Regions from separate parts of the Triticum aestivum genome. Here region 2 is linked to region 1. The links are chromatin contacts, called in public Hi-C maps. All regions are on one chromosome and are shown on one strand. Each heading gives the region's core, a stretch centred on a gene start, on an enhancer-like site or on the middle of the called end of the contact. The rest is flanking DNA. Distances are from core to core; before and after follow the strand shown.

Region 1 (3,450 bases), core at 646-3,145:
AACAAATGACTTATAAGGCAGAAAACATGGTTTGCATACACAAATGGACTAGGCAGGCTAATACAAAGGGATGTATCGAGAGGACCCTATCGGATAATAAACCCTCATAAGCAATGTAATGTAAATGGGTATATAGTAGCTAGAGGTTCATTAGGAGCAGCCAGTGTCGCAAAGTTCCATTCCCCCTCATTTTCTGCCATGTTTTGAGACACAGAATCACAAAAAATGACCAGGTGTAAGATACCAAATGGCGTTTGGTGATGAACATCGCATTAAACAAAGAAAAAAACTTGCCATGCAATCTCAGCCGAAAGATGGTGATCTTGTTTATAATAATCACAGTGATTCAGCAAATGGGATTGTTTGCATCACAGATTGCACAGCAAGAGAACAGGTTCAGCATTGAATCCAAAAGGTTTTAATCACATGAAAAAATCTTACAAATATACAAACAGCAATGGGAGATCAGATGGTAGTGCATGTGTAAATTGATCATCACAGTGAATGCAGAAATGTGGTATGGTTATGATATCATAATTTCTCCCATCAAGTCATACATGTGACAAGCAAACAACAGACAAAAAGGATAATTTGCCACAAACCAGCACATAAAAATCCCATTAGTAAAAAATCAATGGGAGATTGAACCGCAGATTGTTCAGATTGAAAACCATGAAAGCTATGGGCACATTCAGCTTGCTGCCCAATTTTGCCACATCTAAAAATAAACGGGCAAAAAAGGAGCAAATCAAAGGGATTCGCCCCAATTCCGCTTCACAAAACGTGGTAGCAAACCTAATGGCCCAAAGCAATCCATCATAAATTCAGCAGAAAAGCGCTTGGATTTCTTATCATCATCAATCTGCTAGCTCCAAAAATTAAAGAGAAACGCCAACAGTAACTAATTCAAATGATAAAGCAACACAAAACGGCCCAGAACAACATGTAGTTAAGAATAATGAGAATCAATGAGGTGTGCAGTGAACAGCAAGCCTATCATACAACTAAGTAGAATTTCATACAAAATAGTTCCAATACTACATTGTGTTAAAACATACTTGCTTTAACTGACATGAACAAGAGGACACAAGGCAGACAATGTAGATTTATAAAACATGTTAAACAAATCGCAGTTGGCAAGACAAAGCAATCGAGCTCTATAATAACATTAATAATAATATAAGATCTAATATGTATCAACCGAGACACATGTCAACAGAGTGTTAAACAACTCACAGTCCAGATCAACTATAAACAAATAGATCTAATTGAGACCAAACAAGAAGATCCAACTGTGCAAGTCATATATACTAATACTAACAGATCTGACACCTCAACACCAACCAGCTAACAACAGCTACCTCTACGAACCATTGCCAGCACAAAAATCTGTATAGCTACGACCACGGATCTGAGCGACCAGGACCAACAACAGTTAAATCCGTGGAAACATTACCAAAACACACTAACCGGAGTAAATCGAGGGTAGCCTAGTAATAACTTTATGAAAACAGTAAGCAGATCTGAGCTGTGACGAAAGCAAAGGCAAAGAGATGGGCGCTCACCGAAGACGGTGTTGATGGGGTTCATCGCCACCTGGTTCTTGGCGGCGTCACCGATGAGGCGCTCCGAGTCGGTGAAGGCGACGTACGACGGCGTGGTGCGGTTGCCCTGGTCATTGGCGATGATCTCGACCCGGTCGTGCTGCCACACGCCGACGCACGAGTAGGTCGTGCCGAGGTCGATGCCGATCGCCGGCCCGTCGCCCTTCGCCGCCATCTCTCGCTCTCAGGGGAAGCTGAAGCTCTCTACTGTGTGTGTGTTTTTCTTTCGGGGTGGGAGAAGCGGCGGCGGGTCAAGGAGGAGGGGGGGAGGGGGGCTAGGGTTTGAAGTGGAGGATTGCTGGAGGCGGAACCGGGGATTTTATAATTTGGCAGGGGAGGGCTCGTGAAGCTCTAGAAGGTTCCTGGGCTGCGGGGCGGGCTGGCAGAGCCGTTGAGATCTGATCCTGCGGCTGATGGCGCACGGGGTGTCCTTTTCGCGGCTGCCCTTTCCGTTTTGGGATGTTTATTTTCGAGGAACCGACTTGATTACCGGTGATGCATGGAGCATAATTGGTTTGCTGCCAATATTTGGCTTGCCAAATGTTGGCATTGCCAAGACTTGCCAATTATTGACAATTTTATGTAAGATAGGCAAGAATTAACTAAGCAGTAGCCAATATTTGGCACAATGCCAAACATTGGCATATGCTAATTTTTGGCAGCAAACCAATTATGCTCGGAAACCCGCCTTGGCGAGTCCCTGGTAAAGTGAAACACTTTGTGTACCAAGTGTTGAGTGGGGTTCTTCCTGCTACGGTGTACTACCATCTTGGTATATTCCATGTTCGCCGGAGTGTCCTGCTTGCGCAATTGGAGTCGAAAGATATTCAACATTGTTTGTTTCAATGTGATCGTGCAAGGAAATATGGGATGCGCTTGTCTGCGGCGTGCGGGTAGCAATGGGGTGCCGGACGACAGTTGAAGATAGATGGCGAGGCTCCGGCCGACAGTCGTCTTTCGAGGGCCCTTCGGTCGGCCAACGATGGATTTGGTGACCTCATGTTCTCCCCCATCCATGGAAGCCACCAAGCAAATGAGGATGACATACATGGGCCACTGCCTCGACCTCTCAGCACGCGGCGCCCTCAGGAGTAGGGCGGCGACCGGAGCAGCCAGCGGTCGATGCGCCGTGAAGTTCTCCGGCGTGAGCGCACAAGGGGCTAGGTTGCTGAGCGGGCGGCCTCTCACCACACGAGATGTTAGTGTTAATTGTGCGATGGGATTAAGTGGGTGCGGAACGAACCTTTTGTGGTCTGCTCGTTTGTGTGGCTGGGTACGTGGGATGGCAGAGTTTTGGTCCGCTCGTTTATGTGGTTGATCGGTTTGACTAGTGGACCGTTCACCGGTTGATGGGGTGATCGTTGACTTTTGATAGAAACATGAATAGGAAAAAACATAAAATTTAGAAAGTTCACAAAATTTGGAAAAAGATCGTGAGTTAAGAAACAATTTATAAAAATCCTAAATTTCGAAATGTTAAAGAATTCCAAAAAAAGATCATGAATTACAAAAGAGTCATAGAATATGAAAAAAAACTTGTGGATTTTTAAAAATCACGAAGTTGAGAAAACTTGAAAATTGGATAAAAGTTCAGGATTTTGAAAAAAGTTCACGAATTTGAATCATGAATATTTCAAAAGTTAACATATTTAAAAAATCATTAATTGGAAAAGTTAGCTAATTTTATAAATTTAATGACTTTGAAAAGGTTATAATAATAAAAAGACAAAAACATAAAGGAAAATAGAAATATAAAAAGAAAAAGGAAAAATCATGAAAACCAGGAAACACTAGTGCTGGGGAAAATCGAAAGGAAAATCACCTAGAAAAACCAGAGGAAAAAACG
Region 2 (3,450 bases), core at 601-3,100, 370 kb after region 1:
CTCGTAGTCCTGTGGAAATATACAACAGTATCGGAAACAAATTTGAAGCTCCGTTGGTAGTCTATAGTAGCTTAATCTGAGAACCCTCATGATACCCTCTTCGGTTCCACTGAACTGTTTTAGTTCTTCATGCAAGAACCTGTTCCAGTATCCAATCATCATATTCCCTCTCAAATGCCCAGCGACAACCTTTGTTACCAAGGGGCATCCTCCTAGTTTCCTTGCAATTTGCTCTCCAGCTGATTTGAAGTGTTCACAATCTTGCGGATCCAGCCCGAAAAATACATGGTGATTGAGCAACTTAATATTTTCATCTTCTTCTAGTCCTTGTAGTGTCAAGCAGTGACCTCCTTCAACTCCCATTGAGCTTGTGGCCGTGTGTACTACTGATTGCATTCTGGTTGTCAGCAAAATTTTGCTTCCGCTGTTCAAACTCCTGAGAGGAGCAAATAGTTTAGCCCATTCAGATTCTTTCTTATCTTCCCACACATCATCCAAAACTAACAAAAACTTCATAGACTTGAGCTCCTCTTTGAGATTCTTTTGCAATGGTTCCAAATGATCAGGACCTGGTTTTACCCCTGTAACAGATTCCAGCATTTTACTTGTCAGCGTTGTTGCGTCAAAGTTGGTAGACACCGTGACCCAGATGACCTTGAAATGATTCCGCACTGCATCTTCTTTACATATGCTCTGAGCCAAAGTAGTCTTCCCCATGCCACCATGACCAACCACTGAAATAATAGGTACACTATTGATTCTTGTCACACCATCAGCCGACACAACTGATGTCTTGGTTATCCATTCAATGATCTTCTCCTTCTCCCTTTCTCGCCCAACAAATTTAGATACACTCAATTCAGAGCTTGTCTCACGATCTGCGTCAACTTGCTGCTGGCTGGCAGAAGCAGATTTTTTGAGACGGTCTGCGATAGCGAGGAAATTGGCTATGCCTGCAGCAGATCTGTTCAAACCTTCCACAACTTTTCTCAGTCTCTTGAGAGTGTCACGTTGAGAAAAATTCTTCAAGGTCTTGTCCAAACTACTAACTTTTTTAACAGATCTGACAACTTTGTGCTTCATCTTAGTAAGAGAAGAGCCCCAATCAATAACCTTACGTTCCTCGGCCTTCTCTTCCAGCTCATAGTACTCGAGCTCATCGACAACGTTCTCAGCATCCTCGACGGCGGCCCTGAGCTGCCACAGACATTTGTCCAGGGCAGGGCTCTCCTCCCTGACGTGGTCTGGGTTGACGGCGTCGAACACGGCCTCAATATTTGGCATGGCCAGCTCAAGCCGCTTCTTCAGCTCCTCCATGCCTTCAGATCTGTGGTACTTGTCGAGGTAGCTGAAAGCCTTTCCAACCAAGAAGGAGATGGCAGGAATCGCCACCGCCTTCCCGGCAAACGCAGCCGCAGTAGCCATCTGCCTGCGCTGGAGAAGAGGGAGACGCCGGCAATCTTGTCAGTGTTCCGGCTACCCGAGTCAACGAGCGCCACAAGTGCACCGACAGTGAACGTGGGAGGAGATTGGGTCATACCTACGGGGATGTACCTACCGTGGAGGACGCCCGGCCGGCCGCGGAGTAGCTGGGCTGTGGCTGGTGGCATGACCCCGGCAACTCGCCGGCGAGGAGAACGACACCGGGAACAGCCAGATGAACGGCAGAGCAGAGTGAGAAGGGGATCTGAGTTGGCTATGGCACCCAAACGCGTGAACAAACGTGGAGGTCGTCGTCGCCGTTTTAAGAGTTGACTTTCAAGACAGATTATCCAAATAATCTCCCTGTGCAGTTGGGCCTTGTTTACTGGAACTTGAAAAAAAAACATTACTAAAGACAGAGTTCAGCTACGCTACAACGCTGCGCTCCTTCTTCGGCAGTAGAGATATACAACGCTGTGTTGATGCACCCGACTAACGATTTCAGCTGACGACAAAAATCTGGGTTCTACAACATCCCATTGTTAGAGTCCAGACCAAAATAGAGCCTTCCCATGCGTTTGCATTTTCGGCCGTCGGATCGGTTTCCTGATGCGACTCGGGCCGTCGGATCTCGGGCTTGGCTCACGTGAGACGTCGGATATTACCAGATCATTGTGAGCCGTTGGATAAAATTTCAATTGCAACAGAATGTAAATACCGTGCCCCCACCAGGGCATTTCGGTCATTTCGCGTAGGGGGTATAAAAGGGGGCGCTACCGTGGGATGACCTAGCCGCCTCCTCCCTCCCGCACTCGCGCCTCCCCCCGCGCCCAGCTACTGCCGCCTCGCCTCTCTCTCCATCCCGCCCTGCCTCTCTCTCTCTCTCCCTCCAAACCCTAACCCGCGCCCGCCTCCCTGCCCCGCCGCCGTCGCTCGCCCAGGCACCCATCCACGACCTCACGCTGCCCCCTCCCGTCTCTCCCTCGCATTGGCCGTCGTGCCCTCCCCTTCTCTGCGCTGCCTCGAAGAAGCACCTCGGTTGCTGCTGCTCCGCATCACCGCTCCTCACCCACGCACCGCGACCGCCTCCTCCCCAGAAACCCTAGCAGCGGCCAGCTCGCCGCCCTCCGCCGTCGCGTCGTCGCGGGGTTCCTCGCGCAGGCGCATGGCGCCAAGGCCGTGACCTCCTCTCGCGCCTCTGCTCCCCCGACGAGGCCGCCGCCTCAATCCCCTGCCCAGCCCACTTCATCACTGAGTCACCGCCGGGGACGCTGCACCGGCCGGTAGGAGGCCGGGCTCGCCGTGGAGCACGGGCTGCAGAAACTATCGGGACCCCAAGGTGAGACACGTCTGGCCCGTCAATCTCGTGCTGTTGTTGGCCGCCATCCCTCTTTGACCACTACAGATCGACATTGGTGAATCTGTTTCCATAGTTCATACCTTGCTGAGAAAAAAACAGCCTTGTCGACATGCTCTAAGAAAGAGTGCTAATGAACACAATCTATTGGGCATGAAAATAAACAAATAATAATTTGATTCCCTCCTGTAGAAACCAAGGAAAAGGCTCTGCCCCTTTTTACTAAACCATAGCAATTAGCAAGAGTATATACTTGTGCTTAACTGAATACTGCAGTATGAGGATGCCATTTTCTACCCGCTCATGTACAGTATTTACTTGGACTTCCCTAGAAAAATCTCATGTTCTATCTTTTTATGTTCCTACGAATCTGATTAGACGAACTACACAGCAGAAGCAGTTTTTGCTAACATATAAGAATACACCAGCATCAGCTGGACGAGGTTTCCGGCCAGTTTGGCACATAGCTTGCGGGTCGCTGACATATTCGACTTAATTTACAGTTAATTTTTCTGCTCAAAATATATTTGCTCTTCAATTTCCTGCTGTAGTTGTCTTTTTGTGTGCTTAGTACAGTGTGTTTGGGGTGTTGCATCTGATAAAATCTCATCAGTAGTGGTTTCGATTTTGATCTTTTATCTTTCATAGAATCTCGGAAGCACACTTAGGTT

Evidence for each region. A called contact is a pair of places that touch in the nucleus more often than the background predicts.
Region 2: a contact with region 1 is called in a Hi-C map of leaf, with 6 times the contacts expected there. The contact joins the promoter of LOC123145751 here to the promoter of LOC123145747 in region 1. A contact is called at or near these places in 3 of 5 Hi-C or Micro-C datasets (all in leaf).

The regions. Positions count from the first base shown.
Region 1 is chr6D:447,555,736-447,559,185 of IWGSC CS RefSeq v2.1, forward strand. LOC123145747 (heat shock cognate 70 kDa protein 2) reads right to left here and starts at 1,896. Exons shown (of 2, transcript XM_044565232.1): 1 at 1,566-1,896. The coding sequence starts at 1,779. LOC123146641 (small nucleolar RNA F1/F2/snoR5a) reads right to left here and starts at 256; the gene lies at 117-256. LOC123146531 (small nucleolar RNA Z196/R39/R59 family) reads right to left here and starts at 380; the gene lies at 297-380. LOC123146530 (small nucleolar RNA Z195/SNORD33/SNORD32 family) reads right to left here and starts at 545; the gene lies at 460-545.
Region 2 is chr6D:447,924,924-447,928,373 of IWGSC CS RefSeq v2.1, forward strand. It overlaps LOC123145751 (disease resistance protein RGA2), which reads right to left and starts at 1,851. Exons shown (of 4, transcript XR_006472396.1): 1 at 1,541-1,851; 2 at 1-1,434. It overlaps LOC123145752 (a long non-coding RNA gene), which reads left to right and starts at 2,227. Exons shown (of 7, transcript XR_006472400.1): 1 at 2,227-2,761.